Regions from separate parts of the Mus musculus genome. Here region 2 is linked to region 1. Evidence: chromatin contacts called from public HiChIP or PLAC-seq data. All regions are on one chromosome and are shown on one strand. Each heading gives the region's core, a stretch centred on a gene start, on an enhancer-like site or on the middle of the called end of the contact. The rest is flanking DNA. Distances are from core to core; before and after follow the strand shown.

Region 1 (7,867 bases), core at 1,608-4,107:
CTTCTTGTACAAATTTTCTATGTTAGACTTTTAAAAAGTATTGTTGGGGCTGGAGAGATGGCTCAGTGGTTAAGAGCAATGATTATTCTTCCAGAGGACCCAACACGCACATGGTAGCTCACAACTGTCTGTAACTCCAATATCACCTTCACACAAACATTTGGGCAAACCATCAATGCACATAAGATAAAAATAATGTGTTTTGGTTTTGGTTTTGTTTTTTCAAGACAGGGTTTCTCTGTGTAGCCCTGGCTGTCCTGGAACTCACTCTGTAGACCAGGCTGGCTTCCAACTCAGAAATCCACCTGACTCTGCCTCCCGAGTGCTAGGATGAAAGGCCTTACCACCACCTCTTTTGTCTTGTATAACTAATACTGCAGACATATGCAAACAACTTAATGAGGACTGGAACGGCCTGGTCTGTACTCTGGAGAGGTAAAGAAGCTTACGTAGTTGCTCAGCCAAGAAGCTGGACGCTTCAGAAGGAAGGGAGCCAGTGACTCATCTCCACTCTGCATTTGGATGCCTGGAAACTCCAGGGAGACTTACGAGTCCCCAGAGCTGGACCAGGAAGCTGGAGTCTGACGACTACAGACAATGGCAGCAGTTACATTGGCTCTGTTTCCAGGTCTTGTCAACTGGGCCCTCTTTCCCAACCTCCCATCCACTAAGAACTGTGGAGACAATAAAGAACAAGACAGCTAAGCAGGGAGGGAGCCTGGATTCTGGGCCAAGAGTAGAAGTAGGAGATAAACTAGCAAACTAGTTTCTCAATCCTCCAGGGCCAGAAAGGTGCTAGATGAATAGTAAAGAGAAAGGGGAGGAAAGTTGGGGGTGGGGGGTTGGGTTAGTTGGGAGGGGGCGCATATTTCTAGAAAATGACATCTGTCAGCAGCTGAACGGACATCTTCTCACGTCTTTTCTGGTATTTATTTATTTATTTATTCATCTTGTGTGCATTCGTGCGACTGAAGGAATGTGTGCCATGCTGCCCATATGGAGGTGAGAAGACAGTTGTCACCTGTTGTGAGTTCTAGACTTCGAGACCTTGTTGAGCAGGGTCCCTCTTGTTTCTGTGGCTCTTCCAGGCTGGGTGGCCAGCAGCTTCCTAGCAGCCCTCTCTGACTCCGCCCTCTCTCTGACTCCGCCCTCTCCTCAGCCCAGGTAACATCTGCACAACACCCCAGCTTCTCTATTTTTGGGGCGTGAGGAGGTATTGGTTTTTGTTTGTTTGTTTGGTTGGTTGGTTGGTTGGTTGGTTGGTTGGTTGTTGTTTTTCGAGACAGGGTTTCTCTGTATAGCCCTGGCTGTCCTGGAACTCACTCTGTAGATCAGGCTGGCCTCGAACTCAGAAATCCACCTGCCTCTGCCTCCCGAGTGCTGGGATTAAAGGTTTTTGGTTTGGTTTGGTTTGGTTTTTTGAGACAGATTTTTCCTGTCTTGGCCCAGACTGTCTAAGTTCTGTAGACCAGGCTGGTCAAAAAAGTCACAGATATCCACCTGCCTCTGACTCCCCCCCGCCCCTCGGGGTGCTAGAATTAAAGAAGAGGGCCACCACCGCCTGGGCCACTACATCTTTCTTTTTGGACTCGCTCCAAGGGTCAAACTTAGGTCATTAGGTATACAGAAATAAAGCTTTTACCCGTTACCACGTCTCTCAGCCCTTGTTTTCCAGTTCCTTCCAGCTATTCTGATGATTGTCAGCTGTCAGGACACAGGAGGGGGGGTGTCATTCAGTAATCATTCAGATGTCTTGATGGTGAAGATAGAGGCTGTCCTCTGGGTCGCTCTGGTCTTCATCTTAGATGCAGTCTGTTTTGGCTAACCCTCCTGAACAGGCATCTCTACCCCGAGGGTGAGCATCCTTTCCTCGCAGCCAGGGAAGCTCTCCCTTCCACTGCCTCTTCTTTCTGCTCCTCATCCCTAAGGGTGCTGAGGTATGAAGGCTCAGCTTGTCTGACTTATTGAACTTGAAATTCGTGTCATTAAAGGGTCCATTAGAGGAGTGAGACTTTTCCCTGGCTGATCTTAAATAGGTGTTGCTATTGCCTGGCAGTGGTCCTGATTACCACTCCTAGCTTTAGGACGACCTCCGTCTGATTTCTTACCTAAGACAGAGGATTTGATTCCCCAAAGAAAAGAAGCTGCACTGTTTGGTAGGTCCTCGTCCTCTTCAACAGAGACAGTTGAAGTTTGATCCTGGAGCTAAGATACATTTTTAAAAGCCTATGTGGTGTGGGCAGTGGTGGCACATGCCTTTAATCCCAGCACTCGGGAGGTAGAGGCAGGCGGATTTCTGAGTTCGAGGCCAGCCTGGTCTACAAAGTGAGTTCCAGGACAGCCAGGGCTATACAGAGAAACCCTGTCTCGAAAAAAAACCAAAAAAATAAAATAAATAAAAAATAAAAGCTTATGTGTAGTACAACTAATTTAAACTTATCCCCATCTAGCTTACAAATAAATGAGATTCAGACATCAGTTATTTTATTTGGCTTTGACAATTACTGGGGGCTAATCCTCAATCTACTTTTCTAACCTGCTGGCCTGGCTACCTCCCCAGAGGTGCCCCCCCCCCAATATTTGCAGTTTCTTCTGGCCATGTGCTCACAGTACTTCTCTCAAAGTGTTTCCTCCTCCTCCTCTTCTTCCTCCTCCTCCTCTTCCTCCTTGCCTCTCCACTCCCAACTCTAATCCCTCCTGTAATTGGCTGTAAGCACTTTGTTTTACTAGTAGTTTTAAAAACTAAGGAACAAGGTTTGCACAACAAAAGCTGGTAACCTTGAGAATTCTTTCATAGCAGGACCCCCCCCCTACAGAATTTAGCATTACAATACATAGCAACTGACCAAACCCCAACACCAGTGGGCTTGTCTTTCAGGACTCCACTACTATTTAGATAAAAATAGCAGACTAACATAGGTGTTCAACCTTGCTTCTGGGTGATATTACCTTCAAAAGAAGCCATATGCTTAATAGTAGAATAAACAAGCTGGGCAGTACTTGGGAGGCAGAGGCAGGGGCATTTCTAAGGCCAGTGTGGTCTACTGAGTGAGTTCCAGGACTGCCAGGGCTACACAGAGAAACCCTATCTCAAAAAACAAAACAAAACAAACAAACAAACAAACAAAAAAGTAGAATAACAAGAACCATTTCCTTCCATACTGTAGGACAGCTGGATCTGGCTGCTTAAGACCATTATCCTAGCATTTTTGACAATCGGAGGCAAGAATATTGAATACTCAAAGACTGAATTACAATGAAAAGCCTGAGGAGGTATTTCAGTAGTAGATAACTTACCTGGTGTGCATGAGGCCTTGGATTCAATTTCCAGAACTACAGTCAACTACTAACAAGCATGTAGGAGGGGCCTTGGCCTTCGGGAAGCCAAATAAAGATGTCTGTTCCTATGTGATCATATATATCACAGGTCTCTTAGTGCAACGTCTGCTACTCTTGTCTTGGCATCTAAGTGCTTTGACAGAAACTGCCTCAATAGCTCAAAATGTGCACAGTGTGGGGTAGACAACAGAAAACCAGTGTATACCATGAAAATAAAAACGTTAGGTCAGCCAGGCATGCTGGTGCATGCCTTTAATCCCAGCTCTCTGGAGGCAGAGGCAGAGGCAGGCGGATTTCTGAGTTCGAGGCCAGCCTGGTCTACAAAGTGAGTTCCAGGACAGCCAGGGCTATACAGAGAAACCATGTCTCGAAAAAAAAAACAAAACAAAAAACAAAAGTTAAGTAGCTAGAGTATTTACATTGCCCTTTTTACTTGATAAATAATACTACATAGGAAGTCAGATCAGGGGGAAATCAAATGTATACCCCAATAATAAAATGACTATTCCCTAAGCCAACCTGGATATGCCTAGTAATGCTAGTGAGACTGGGAATCTATGCATCTCAAAGGTGTATATAGTCTTTGTTCCCAGTGTTCGCCAGGTTAGGCTAGGGTGATCAGATTCTGCTACATGGGCTGGCCAGTGAGTCCGACAGATCTCTGACTCCTCGGTACTGAGATTGCAAGTGCAGGCCACTGCATCCAGCTTTCTGTGTGGGTGCTGGGGATTAAACTCAGGTCTTCGTGCTTGCACAGTGAGCATGCAATGGAGCTATTGCCCGGCTCATGTTTGGCTTTCTCATGCTGAATGTGAGCATGCTCTACGTCAGCGCGCACAGCTCACTCAGCGCCCCTCCACTCTCCGATCCTTTCGTGTAGTAGCCATTGGGCAGCAATTTATAGTTCTGTAATTTCCAAATGAGGATATGTGAGACAGGAATGTACCGCATTGATGTTCAGCCGGCGGTCACTCAGTCACAAGAGTCTTCATTTAAAGGCTTTTCTTTTTTTTTTTTTTTTAAAAGATTTATTTATTCATTATATGTAAGTACACTGTAGCTGTCTTCAGACACTCGAGAAGAGAGAGTCAGATCTCGTTATGGACGGTTGTGAGCCATCATGTGGTTGCTGGGATTTGAACTCAGTACATTTGGAAGAGCAGACAGTGTTCTTAACCGCTAAGCCATCTCTCCAGCCCCTTAATGGCTTTTCTTACGGAAGTCCTGTGTCCCTAGGAGTTACATTAAACCCAGAAAACTAAGACAAGTTAGTGCGAACTAAAAGTCCAGGAAGGCTGTGTCCAGGGACCCCTGGGTTGTCCTCTGGGAGGTCTTCTTCACTTTAGGCAGGTTAAGGCACCACCAGTGTGACTGTGGAAACTCATTGGCTTTTCTGCCCGAGCAACCCCTGGATCCCTGCCTTGAGATCTTGGGACAGCTAACATAGTGCTGAGTCTCTTCTCAGATCCATAGCTTACCAGGGACCCCCTGAATGAACCACGTGGAGCCAGGATCCATGCAAAAAGCAAGAGGAATCTATTGTTCCAGTGCACTGGGGTCATCCCAGACCGGAAGGAGAAGTGATAACCCTGGACCCATTCAGGGGTGGGGTGGGGGTGGGGTTACATGGTTTCCAGGGGCAGAATAGAGCATCAGCAACTGGATACAAAATGCACCCTTTAAACTGATTGGTCTTTAGGGAATAAGGTGCATCCTTTAAACTGATTGGTCTTTAGGGAATAAGGTGACAAGGACTTCTCTTATCTGAAGGTCAGTCCTGCGGAATGTGTCCCCACTTGAAGGTTCTGGTGGGTTCCCACCCTTTGGTCAGAGAAATGTTAATTAGCCTCTCCCTCCTTGGGGGCGGGGGGGGGGGGGTGAGTGTTTCAAGACCTTCCCAAAGTTCCTGAGCTGACCTTTTCATTAGCACCGTGCCTCCTGCTCTTTGCCTCACTAAAGGGCATAGGAGGATGCCCTCTCTGTCTGCTTTATATTGCCATTGAGTGTTATTCTTTTTTTTCCATTTTTTATTAGGTATTTAGCTCATTTACATTTCCAATGCTATACCAAAAGTCCCCCATATCCACCCACCCCCACTCCCCTGCCCACCCACTCCCCCTTTTTGGCCCTGGTGTTCCCCTGTACTGGGGCATATAAAGTTTGCAAGTCCAATGGGCCTCTCTTTCCAGTGATGGCCTTGAGTGTTATTCTTAGGAAGCTCTCCCATGTTGTCTGTCTGTCTGTCTATCTATCTATCTATCTTATCTATCTATCTATCTATCTATCTATCTATCTATCTATCTATCTACCTACCTATCTATCTACCTACCTATCTATCTGAGACAGGGTTTCTCTGTGTAGCCCAGACTGTCCTAGAACTTGCTTTGTAGACCAGACTGGCCTTGAACTCAGATCTACCTGCCTGCCTCTGCCTCCTGAATGCTGGGATGGGATTAAAGTTATGCACCAGTAGTGCCTGGCTTATTTGCTTGTTTGTTTGCTGTTGTTAGTCTCCTATGTAGCCCAGGCTAGCCTGGAACTCACAGAGTTCAACCTGCTTTGCCTCTCAGTGCTGGGATTAAAGGCAGATAGCACCACACCCAGCTTGGTTCTCGTTTATTTTATTTTATTTAATAAAAGCTTTATTTATTTTTATCCTATTTTAGTTATTAAAATTTTGGACTTTCTGAAACAACTTCTGACTGAGTTCAGGCTAATGAAAACTACGAAGGAAGCTGAAGGTGGCCATGGGTTGATCTTTCCTGCTCTGGCTCCCCAATGCTGAGGTGACAGGTGTTTGTTACCACAAACTTAACCATTCTCATTGTGAGAGCCCTTGCTTATTGATAACCTACCTAGGAGCCATACTGTTGTGCAACAATTTCCTCTGAGATGAAACTTTTTGAGGGAAGCTCCTGAAGTCACAGAATGGTCTAAATGGTGGAACATTCCATCCTGCAAGGAAGCACCTCAGCTCAGGAAGTAAACAACTCAAAGGCTTTAGGAAGTTCCTGAAACTGACCAAAAACACTAGGTCCCTCCCTCTGGGAACATATATACTAAGGGCTGCTGAGTAATACTCCAAGGCTAGACAGCCTAGAACATTCCTAGACCAGCTGAGCTGACTGAAAGAGACTCTCCAAATTGTGGAACTGTCAGCAAAGCAAGCCCCTTGCCAAGTTTTTAAAGGTGAAAAATTGTCTGAATGTTTCTTCCACAGCATTAGACAATCCTTACTCAGAAATCTGTACTTCAAAGTACTCTTGCTCTGGGAGGTGGTGGCACATGCCTTTAACCCCAGCACTTGGGAGGCAGAGGCAGGCAGATTTCTGAGTTCAAGGCCAGCCTGGTCTACAGAGTGAGTTCCAGGATAGCCAGGGCTACACAGAGAAACCCTGTCTTGAAAAACCAAAAAAACCAAACCAAAAAAAAAAAAACCCAAACAAACAAACAAACAAAACAAAACAAAAAAACCCCAAAGTACTCTTGCTAGGAACAAAGTAGAAATTTTGTGTTTAAAAGACACAAAACCACCTAGGAGCTGATGCAGAGGCCATGGAGGGTGCTGCTTACTGGCTTTTTTGCATAGCCAGCTCAGCCTGCTTTCTTACAGAACTCAGGACCCCACCAGCCTAGGAATATCAATCCCAAGGTCAACTTCTAGATGTGAAATAACTGGACAGATCCGAGGCAAAGGAGCTGAGGCCTGCAATGGGAGGCCCGGGTCCAGTGTGTGTCTCTGCTTTGCTTCTTTACCCAGCCCCACTTCCTGTTATCTTTCTCTGCAGTAAATTCAATTACCTGTATAAGATTAATGAATGGCTTAAGATAAAGAGCCCTAGGATCTTGTCCTAGGCTCTAAGGAAGAAAGAATACAAAAGAAATTCTTACCTAAAGGGAAACACACCGAGATCAAGACTAGATAACCATGGTAACGGGCCACATGCCTCACCAAGTCAGCTCCTGATGCCAAAAAAAAAAAAAAAAAATGTTCAGGAAGGTTTTCTCTGGGTCAACACTTGTCTGGCTGTTGTCAGGAACTCCAGGTTGATTTCTCTCGATCTCTCAGAAGCGAGGTGCCCAAAGCTAGCACTTGTTTTTTGTTTTGTTTTTTTATTTTTTATTTTCCTTTTGTTTGTACAGTAAGTCTTGTGCATGCTTTCTTTCTTTTTTTTTTCTTTTTCTTTTTCTTTTTCTTTTTCTTTTTTTTTTTTTTTTGGTTTTTCAAGACAGGGTTTCTCTGTAGCTCTGGCTGTCCTGGAACTCACTCTATAGACCAGGCTGGCCTCGAACTCAGAAATCTGCCTGCCTCTGCCTCCCAAGTGCTGGGATCACCCGCTCCTTGTATTGTTTTTAACCCAGGTCCCCTGGAAGAGCAGCCAGTGCTCTTAATAGCTGAGTTGTCTCTCCAGGTCCTTTTTCCTGCTTCTTGAAAGTAACTCTTTGTGAAAAACGGGTCTTATAGCTTTATTTTCAACTAAATATCCTGTCACCCTTTATATTCTATTGTCCCAGCCTCACTGTATCC
Region 2 (7,867 bases), core at 2,117-4,616, 250 kb after region 1:
CTGTGCTCAAGCTGCGAGGAGAGAAAAGCTAGCCGTCCCCAGTTCCTCCTCCCTGCCACCCCCACCCTCCCTCCTACCCACCTCCTTCCCAGGGGATCTCTTATTAAAACCTCTTTTCCTTTGGTCGTTCTTCCTGATTTGGAGAGGGGATGGCTCAGGAAGGGAGGAGGGCTGCGGCAGTGTGGGTTTGCTTTGGGGTCCTCCAGCTTGAGCAAGCCCAGCCCTCCCTCTTCTTCCCCACCCCCCACCCTCGAGAGTTCTTGATTTGGCTCCTCTACGTGCTTCCTTCTTTGGCGAACTCCTAGGAAGGCCCGTGTCCCGGCAGGACACGGCAGGAAAGAGCAGAGAGGACACAAGGAGGGAACCAGAGAGACTCCAGAAGGTTGAAGGCTGGAATTAGGGGGTGAGGACCCGCGTCCTTCGAGCCTTGAGGGACATATGCAAAGAATTGCTAATTGCAACTAAACGAGGCCTCGGCGTGGGGGAAGGGGCAGCCCGGGCTGTCAGGGGCTACCGCCTCTTTGAGTGCCCGGGTAAGGCCAGGCCAGCCCGCTCTTCTCATGTAAAGCAGCTTTTTGTCTGGGGGAGCCAGAGCTGGGGCCAGGGGCTGGGGAAGGGGCCCAAGCCTTTGGCAAGTTTCTTGTTCCCCAGAAAGGGAGAAGGGTGCCGAGGCCTCCTCGGAGTGAGGACGCCCCCTCCCACTAACTCCCCCACCCCTGTCCCTTCTCAAGCTTTTTATGTGGGGGTTGATGGGGTGCTGCCCAGCAGGAGGGGGTGGGCCTGGGATCCTAGCACACACACACACACACACCCCTTGCTAGGCTGTGGGAAAGGACTGAGCACAAAGGAAAGGGCTGGCCCAGTGAGTTGGGAGACAGGGCAGCTCTGGTCCAGGGACGTCCTGAGCTTGGAGGATCTAGCACTGGAACCCCTTCTCCCCAAGGATGTCGTCAGGAGTTGCCCACGTGTTATCTGGTTGCCCGAGTCTTTCTCCTCCTAGAAGTAGACCTTCCCTGTTTGTCCGCAGGAGATGGGGTGGGGACAGGATTTTAGCCTGCTTCCTAACAGACTATGAGAGGAGATATCTTTGCTAAAAACAAAAAACAAAAAAGAGACTTGAGCTGCAAGCACTTAATCCCAGATACTAGGAAGACTGGGGCAAAAGAATCACTTGGCCTAGCAAATAGAAGCCTGCCCAGGCAACTTAGTGAGACCCTAGCCTCAAAAATAAATAAGTAGGGGCTGGAGAGATGCCTCAGCAGTTAACAGCACTGACTGCTCTTCCAAAGGTCCTGAGTTCAAATCCCAGAAACCACATGGTGGCTCACAACCATCCATAATGAGATCTGATGCCCTCTTCTGTTGTGTCTGAAGACAGTGACAGTGTACTTACATATAATAATAAATAAATCTTTAAATAAATAAATAAAGGTAATAATAACAATCGTGATACTGAGGCTTCTGGTCTATGGGACCAATACGATTGATGGTTTGTTTTTTGTTCTGAGTTAAGTTCCCACTATGTAGCCTTTAACTTCTGATTCTCTTGCTTTAGTCTGCTTGTTAGAGCCTACACCATGCACTGTTTAAGATCCTGGCCGCAGTAGTCCAAAACTCAGGAGGTAGAGACAGAAGGATCTCTGTGAGTTCAAGGCCTGCCTGGTCCGCATGAGTTCCGGGCTGGCCAGGGCTACATGGAGAGACTCTTGTGAAGATAGAAGGGTTTGTCCTCATACACAGGTTGCCGGGATAGCTCAGTCGGTCAGTGCCTGCCTAGCATTCACAAAGTCCCAAGTCTGATCTCCAGCACCACATATAACCAGGAATGGTGGAGCTTTGTGAGTTCAAAGCCTACCTGGTCTGTTGGACCTTCGGAGGTCCTGATACCAACATGGTCTACATAATGAGTTTCAGGCCAGCCTGGTCTATGTAGAGAAACCCAGTCTGGAAAGAAAATACTACAAAACAAGCTTCTACTACTTATGCTGTTCCCAGTGGTGGCCTCAGAGCTCCCATCCTGCAGACTAGAGAAACAGAGCCCAGCAGTGAACCAGCCCCGAAGAACAGACCCAGTTCAAGGGCTCGGGGAGAGTTGGATAAAAATCACTGGAGAGGTTGTTTATTTTCCTATGAGATGTCCACTGGTTCACTCAAGCAGGGCTGCTTTTCCTTCCTCCATTTTGGTGCTCTTTGGTCCGTCTCCTCATCACCATATGTCACTCTGTCTGGGCCCCTCAGCCAGGTGGAAGATGCGGACTTGCAGTCCACCAGATACCCAGGGATTCTTCGTCTCAGAGTGTCTTTGGCCAAGGGGCTCTGGCATCTGGCCAGTGCCTTTCTCCCTGCTAGACTGGCTCCCCACAGGCCCCTAATCCATCTCACGCAGCAGGAAGCCCTTAAGCTCCCTTTTCAATGCCCTTCCCCAGCCTGCTGTGGGCTCTGAGCCTTTCTATACCACCCTTGGCAGGAGCTATGTTATACAAGCTGGACAGAACTGCCCTTGGAAAGAGGTCATCTTGCCCCAAGCGGCTTCCTGCTCCTGGCTGGCTGGCTGGCTGCTTCTCTGCTGTAGCCTGGTCCTTTCCCCAGGGTCACCCTTCTAGTACGTTGCCTGGGCATCTCATGGCGCAGATAGCCCTGGCTAAATCACCATCAAAGTTCCACACGGTTCAGGTGGGGTAGAGAGGACGCTACAGAGACGGTGGGCAGGACACTGGGGTCTGCCACAAGTGTGGCAGGCAGAAGTGGCCTCTGGCTCTGTGCCATCAATCTTTTAAAAAGACCATTCTTCACTTTTCCCGATTCTTTCAGCCTCCACGGGGCATTCTCAGACTGTGATACTGCCCAGATAGCACCAGGCAAGCTTAGCCCTTGGGAGAAAAGAGCCAAGCAGAGGGGAGACAAGAGCTGGGGACACAGGTCCTTTCTTCCTAGGATGTAATACTAATTGCTTGTCAACCCTGGAGACTCGACAGCTTGAATCATTCTACAGTGGGCTTGGTTTCAAATCCCTAATCCTGTGACTCCAGCACACTGACTTGTTAATGGTTTTGATTTTTGGTTTGGAAAATATAAATTCTTTGTTCAAGCTGGCTCACATCTATAATTCCAGGACTTGGGAAAGCCGAGACAGGAGGATTGCCAAAACTTGTGAGTTCCAGGCCGATTGGACCTTAGAGCAAGCCCCAACCTACAAAACGCGCGTGTACTGTCTCTCTGCCCTCGACTGACTTCTGCACCCCCGTTTCTTCAGTGTCTCTCTGTGTGTGGGGTCTTCCCACCTAGGCCCCTTCAGCCTTGCCTGGAAGTCGGCAACCTAGGAGTGGCTGGAGAGAAGTTGGGGATGCTGCCAAGAGGTCGGTTTGTAGTTCAGATTCCTCTCATTCCAGACTCAGCAGGCTTTCTAAGGGAAGGGCTGTGATAGGGAGGAGGACCCTTGGTGCACCAGCTGTGGAGAGAAGAGGGGTGTTCGTTCTCTTTAGCTGACCCCCCCAACCACAAGTAGGACCCTAGGACCTGCGCGCACCAAGTACAGCCCTTGCCCCCTCAGCAGCCTGCACTTTAAGGCCCTCCCGACACGGGAGCCATAGTCAGGGCTAAGTTCTTTGCATTTTCCAGAGTCCCTCACTCTCCTGGGTGTGCTAAGGTGGGCATTTGGGGGCGGGGAGACTGAGCACAGGAGGAATTGCCTGGGAAGTGTGACTGGTTCAGCCCCAGTTTCAAAGAAGCCATAGTCCCCCCCAAATGAAGTTGGCCAAGTTTTGCTTTAACCCAGCAATGGGGTTTGTTATTCTATCCTGCAACTCCTAGGCCAAAGAATTCCTCAAGGGTTATCTGGGGTGACCTTGCCCTGGGGGAAGGCAACCTGAAACCCCACGCCTCCCTTCCCGGCGACTTCAGAGTGTAGAAATCCGTGTACCTGCACCTCTCCCTGGGAAACATCCCCTCTCCAACAGTGTCTTCCTGACCCAGGCAATGGAGGGAAAACAAACATTGCAGGCAAGGGTTGGGTGTCCATCAAATGAAGTGACCACTTTGTCTGACCTTCTCAACCCTTTAAGAAAGAAGATTAATGTCGCCTTTTGTCACTGAGTGACCTATGCCAGGAAGGACCACATTGGCTAGTTTAGGCTCAGTTGAGCTTCAGAAGTCGGAATAGAGAGCCTGGGTGGACTGAGGGACCTGAGAGAGGCGGTGGAGTCTCAGTTGGAGATGGAGTGTAGTGATGCTGACAGGTAAGAAAAAAATTCTTTGGGAGGTGGTGGTGGGGGTGAGATAGGGTTTTTGTTGTTGTTGTTGTTGTTGTTGCTTTGTTTTGTTTTGTTTTGTTTTTCTTCCCAAGGTGAGTTTCTCTGTGTAGCCCTGGCTGTCCCCAAACTCACTTGTGGACCAGGCTGACCTCTAACTCAAGAGATCCACCTGCCTCTGCCTTCTGAGTGTTGGGATCAAAGGTGTGTGTCACCACAACCCAGCACATAGATTGTGTTTAAAGAGGAGTCTTAACTCAGGAAGGGACTTCCATATAGGATCCTGTAGGGTCTGAAAGCTGGGTCTGAAGGAACATTTCTAATTCAGACCAGGGCCAAGGAGAAAAGAGAAAAGTTCAGGGGAAAAGAAATTCAGGAGGCCAATTTCTTGAGATAGCATCTTTTGATTGATTGATTGATTGATTTAAATTCTTTTGTTGTTTGTTTTTCGAGACAGAGTTTCTCTGTGTAGCCCTGGCTGTCCTGGAACTCACTTTGTAGACCAGGGTGGCCTCGAACTCAAAAACCCGCCTGCCTCTGCCTCCTGAGTGCTGGAATTACAGGCGTGCGCCACCACACCTGGCTTGATTGATTTAAATTTAAAAAAACCTATTTCTTCCCTCTGTCTTTCCCTCCAGACACTACAGAGATTCAGTTGAATTTCTAGGGCAGTTGATACCTCCTCCATCCGTGAGGCCTTGAAGGACCACTCGTTATTACTTTGAATGCTTTGTTAAGCAGTCCTCGTTTTTGGATAATTTTATGAACTAAGATTTGGACTGTGCCTTGGGTTGAGCATAGTGGGTGTGCAACTTTAATCCCAGCACTTGGGAGGCAGGGACAGGAAGATCTCTGTTTAGTCAAGAGTTCTAGGCCAGGGGCTAGAGAGTTGGCTCAATGGTTAAGAACGCTGGTTGTTCTCCAAGGGGACTCAGGTTCAATTCCCAGCAACCACCTGGCAGCTCACAACTGTCTTTAACTCCAGTTCCAGGGATCCAATGGCCTCTTTTGGCCTCTATGGGCACTGCATGTATAAAATACACAGACATAGATGTGGGCAAAACACCTCCATACTTAATAAAATAAAATAATCTTAAAAAAAAAAAAGGTTTAGACTACCTCAGAGACCTTCTCTGTCTATCCTATACAGGGAAAGGTGTCTACCCACAGCAAGATGATGAGATGATGGTTGAGTAGAGTTGGGTGTCCCAACTTTAGGGCGTGTTGATGGTGAATCTTGTCTTTTCTACTTTGGAGAATTGAACTCAGGACCTCTGGAAGAACAGTCTGTGCCCTTAACCTCTGAGCCATCTCTCCAGCCCCAGTTTGTGTTTCTTTTATTGGCTGGTTTCATTTATAACCAGGCAAATTCCCCATATACTGAAATTCAGAGTCTGAAGAATCTTGTAACCTCCCCATAAAAATCCCCTAAGTTGTTTAATTTATTTTATTATTATTATTTTATTTTTGTAATGGGAAGGAAAAGCTAGATTTTACCCAGTCCTCGCCAAGTCCCTTTCTCTTTAGCTATGGCTAGTACTAAGTATTTGATTGACAGCTGGCACAACCGAACTTTATTTTAGAAACCTTATAGCCCCCTCTCAGATAAGGAGTAAACTCAGTTCCTTCCTGGGGACCTTCTGTGGGCTACAAAGGATCATTCACATATTGGCGGACCCTGGCTTGAGGGTTCAAGAAGTCAAGGGGGTTCCTAGAGAAGGCCTGGCTAAAGAGGTGGGGACTGTCCTTGTGTCCCAGGGGTAGGATCAACCAGGTGAGCTGGGTAACATGGGAGTTTGGGTCCTCAATGACAGACAGGTACTGGGACTCAGGGTGTAAGGGTTTACAGAAAGGAGCATCTTGTAAGTCTAGTGCAATCAACCATTCTGGGGTCCTTTGGGGTCTGGGCTAGGAGAGCGTGTAAGTTGGGGCTGGAGGGGTGAAGTGGAATTTCACCTTTATTTATTAGTGTGAGGCCTGGGACTGGTCTCCACTCTCTGTTAGATTTTGGGTTTCAGGAATAGGAGCACGAACTGCCATTTTACATTGGCTGTATTTGGTGAAGTCCTGATGTATCTGGTTTAAAGGATGCTGTCCTTGGTAGGGCAATAAAAAGAAAACTGTTTGCAGAGGCAGCCAGATCTCTGTGAGTTGAATTCAAGGCCAGCCAGGACAGTCGGAGTTACAGAGTGAAACCCTGTCACAAGAAAACAACAACAACCCCCCCTCAACAACAAACAAGCAAACACAAGCTGTTGTGTTGCACACCTTTGATCTCAGCACTCAGGAGGCAGAGGCAAGAGGATCTCTGAGTTTGAGACCAGCCTCGTCCACAGAGTGAGTTCCAGGACAGCCAGGGCTACACAGAGAAACCTTGTCTCCAAAAAAACCAACCAACCAGTCAATCTACCAGAGGAAACTGTTTTGCACGAAAAGTGTCCCTCATAGGCCCTTGTATCTGAATACTCAATCCACAAATGGTTGTACTGTTTGGGAAGGCTACAGAACTTTTAGAAGGTGGAGCCTTGCTGGAGGAAGTAAGTCCCTCATGAACGTGGTGATCCCCAGGAGAGGAGCAGTGCTCCCTGTACTCTCAGGAAGGCATGAGGAAGAAGGACCCCTTCCCTGTTGAAACCGAGAGAGCAGATAAAATACTGGGTCATGGACTCTCCAGAGATGGTCATCACAATGGTACTACTGGGCAAAGGAGGACCAAGGTGAGTGCGGATAACTGATAGCACCACTTCCTACTAAGAAATTTGTCTCATCCCTCCACTGTCTCCTTATCCTGGATTTACAGAAAGACGTTTGGTGTTGGGTCTGAGGTAGCATAGAATACCTTAGGCCCTTCAATCCTACTCTTGTTAGACCAGAGTAGCCTTACATTCTGTCCCCCTGAGCCTTCCTCTCTGGTGACAGCCAATGTTTCTGAGAATTAAAAGGAGGTACAGGTAGAAAGCCTTGCTTTCCATTTGGGCACTGTCTTAGTTAGGGTTTTACTGCTGTGAACAGACACCATGACCAAGGCAACTCTTATAAGGACAACATTTAACATTGGGGCTGGCTTACAGGTTCAGAGGTTCAGTCCATTATTATGGCAGCATCCAGGCAGGCATGGTGTGTGTGTGGGGGGGTGGCGGGGGGGGGGGGGCTGCTGAGAGTTTTATATCTTCATCTGAAGGCCTGTAGGAAAAGATTGACTTCCAGGAAGCTAAGATGAGGGTGGGACATGCCCACAGTGACACATCTTCAACAAGACCACACCCACTCCAATAAGGCCACACCTCCTAATAATGCTACTCCCTGGGCCAAGCATTTCCAAACCATTACAGGCACTCCCATCTGAAATGTTTTGCCTTCCACACTCAGAGCATTGTCTTGTGACATGATTCTTTCCTTGATTTCCTCTTGGTCTTGATTGTAGACTAAATTGGTGGCACTGTTGAGAAACTTGTCTAACATAGGGGTTGGAAAGATGGTTCAGCAGTTAGCTGCTGTTTTTTTTTCCCCCCCCCGAAGGACCAGGGTTCAATTCTCAGCACTTACATGGTTTCTTATAACTGTTTGTAACTCCATTTCCAGTAGATACAATGCCCTCTTCTGGCCACTGATGGCACTAC

What was found. HiChIP or PLAC-seq counts read pairs in DNA pulled down with a chosen protein or histone mark.
Region 2: a contact with region 1 is called in an H3K27ac HiChIP or PLAC-seq map of embryonic stem cells, with 11 read pairs. The contact joins two enhancer-like sites. A contact is called at or near these places in 1 of 39 promoter capture datasets (pre-B cells), 1 of 484 Hi-C or Micro-C datasets (embryonic stem cells) and 2 of 115 datasets of contacts at active chromatin or transcription factors (embryonic stem cells and pancreatic cancer cells).

Annotation. Positions count from the first base shown.
Region 1 is chr11:102,326,919-102,334,785 of GRCm38.p6, forward strand. No RefSeq gene overlaps it. Among named protein-coding and RNA genes, the nearest start is that of Ubtf, 12 kb to the left of the region's middle. Within about 2 kb of position 2,858, at least 5 of the 459 cell types and tissues checked have an H3K27ac peak or open chromatin away from gene starts, as enhancers often do. A contact at or near this core is called in embryonic stem cells, where this site is marked.
Region 2 is chr11:102,579,080-102,586,946 of GRCm38.p6, forward strand. Gm11627 (predicted gene 11627) reads right to left here and starts at 40. Exons shown (of 3, transcript NR_040286.1): 1 at 1-40. Within about 2 kb of position 3,367, at least 57 of the 459 cell types and tissues checked have an H3K27ac peak or open chromatin away from gene starts, as enhancers often do. A contact at or near this core is called in embryonic stem cells, where this site is marked.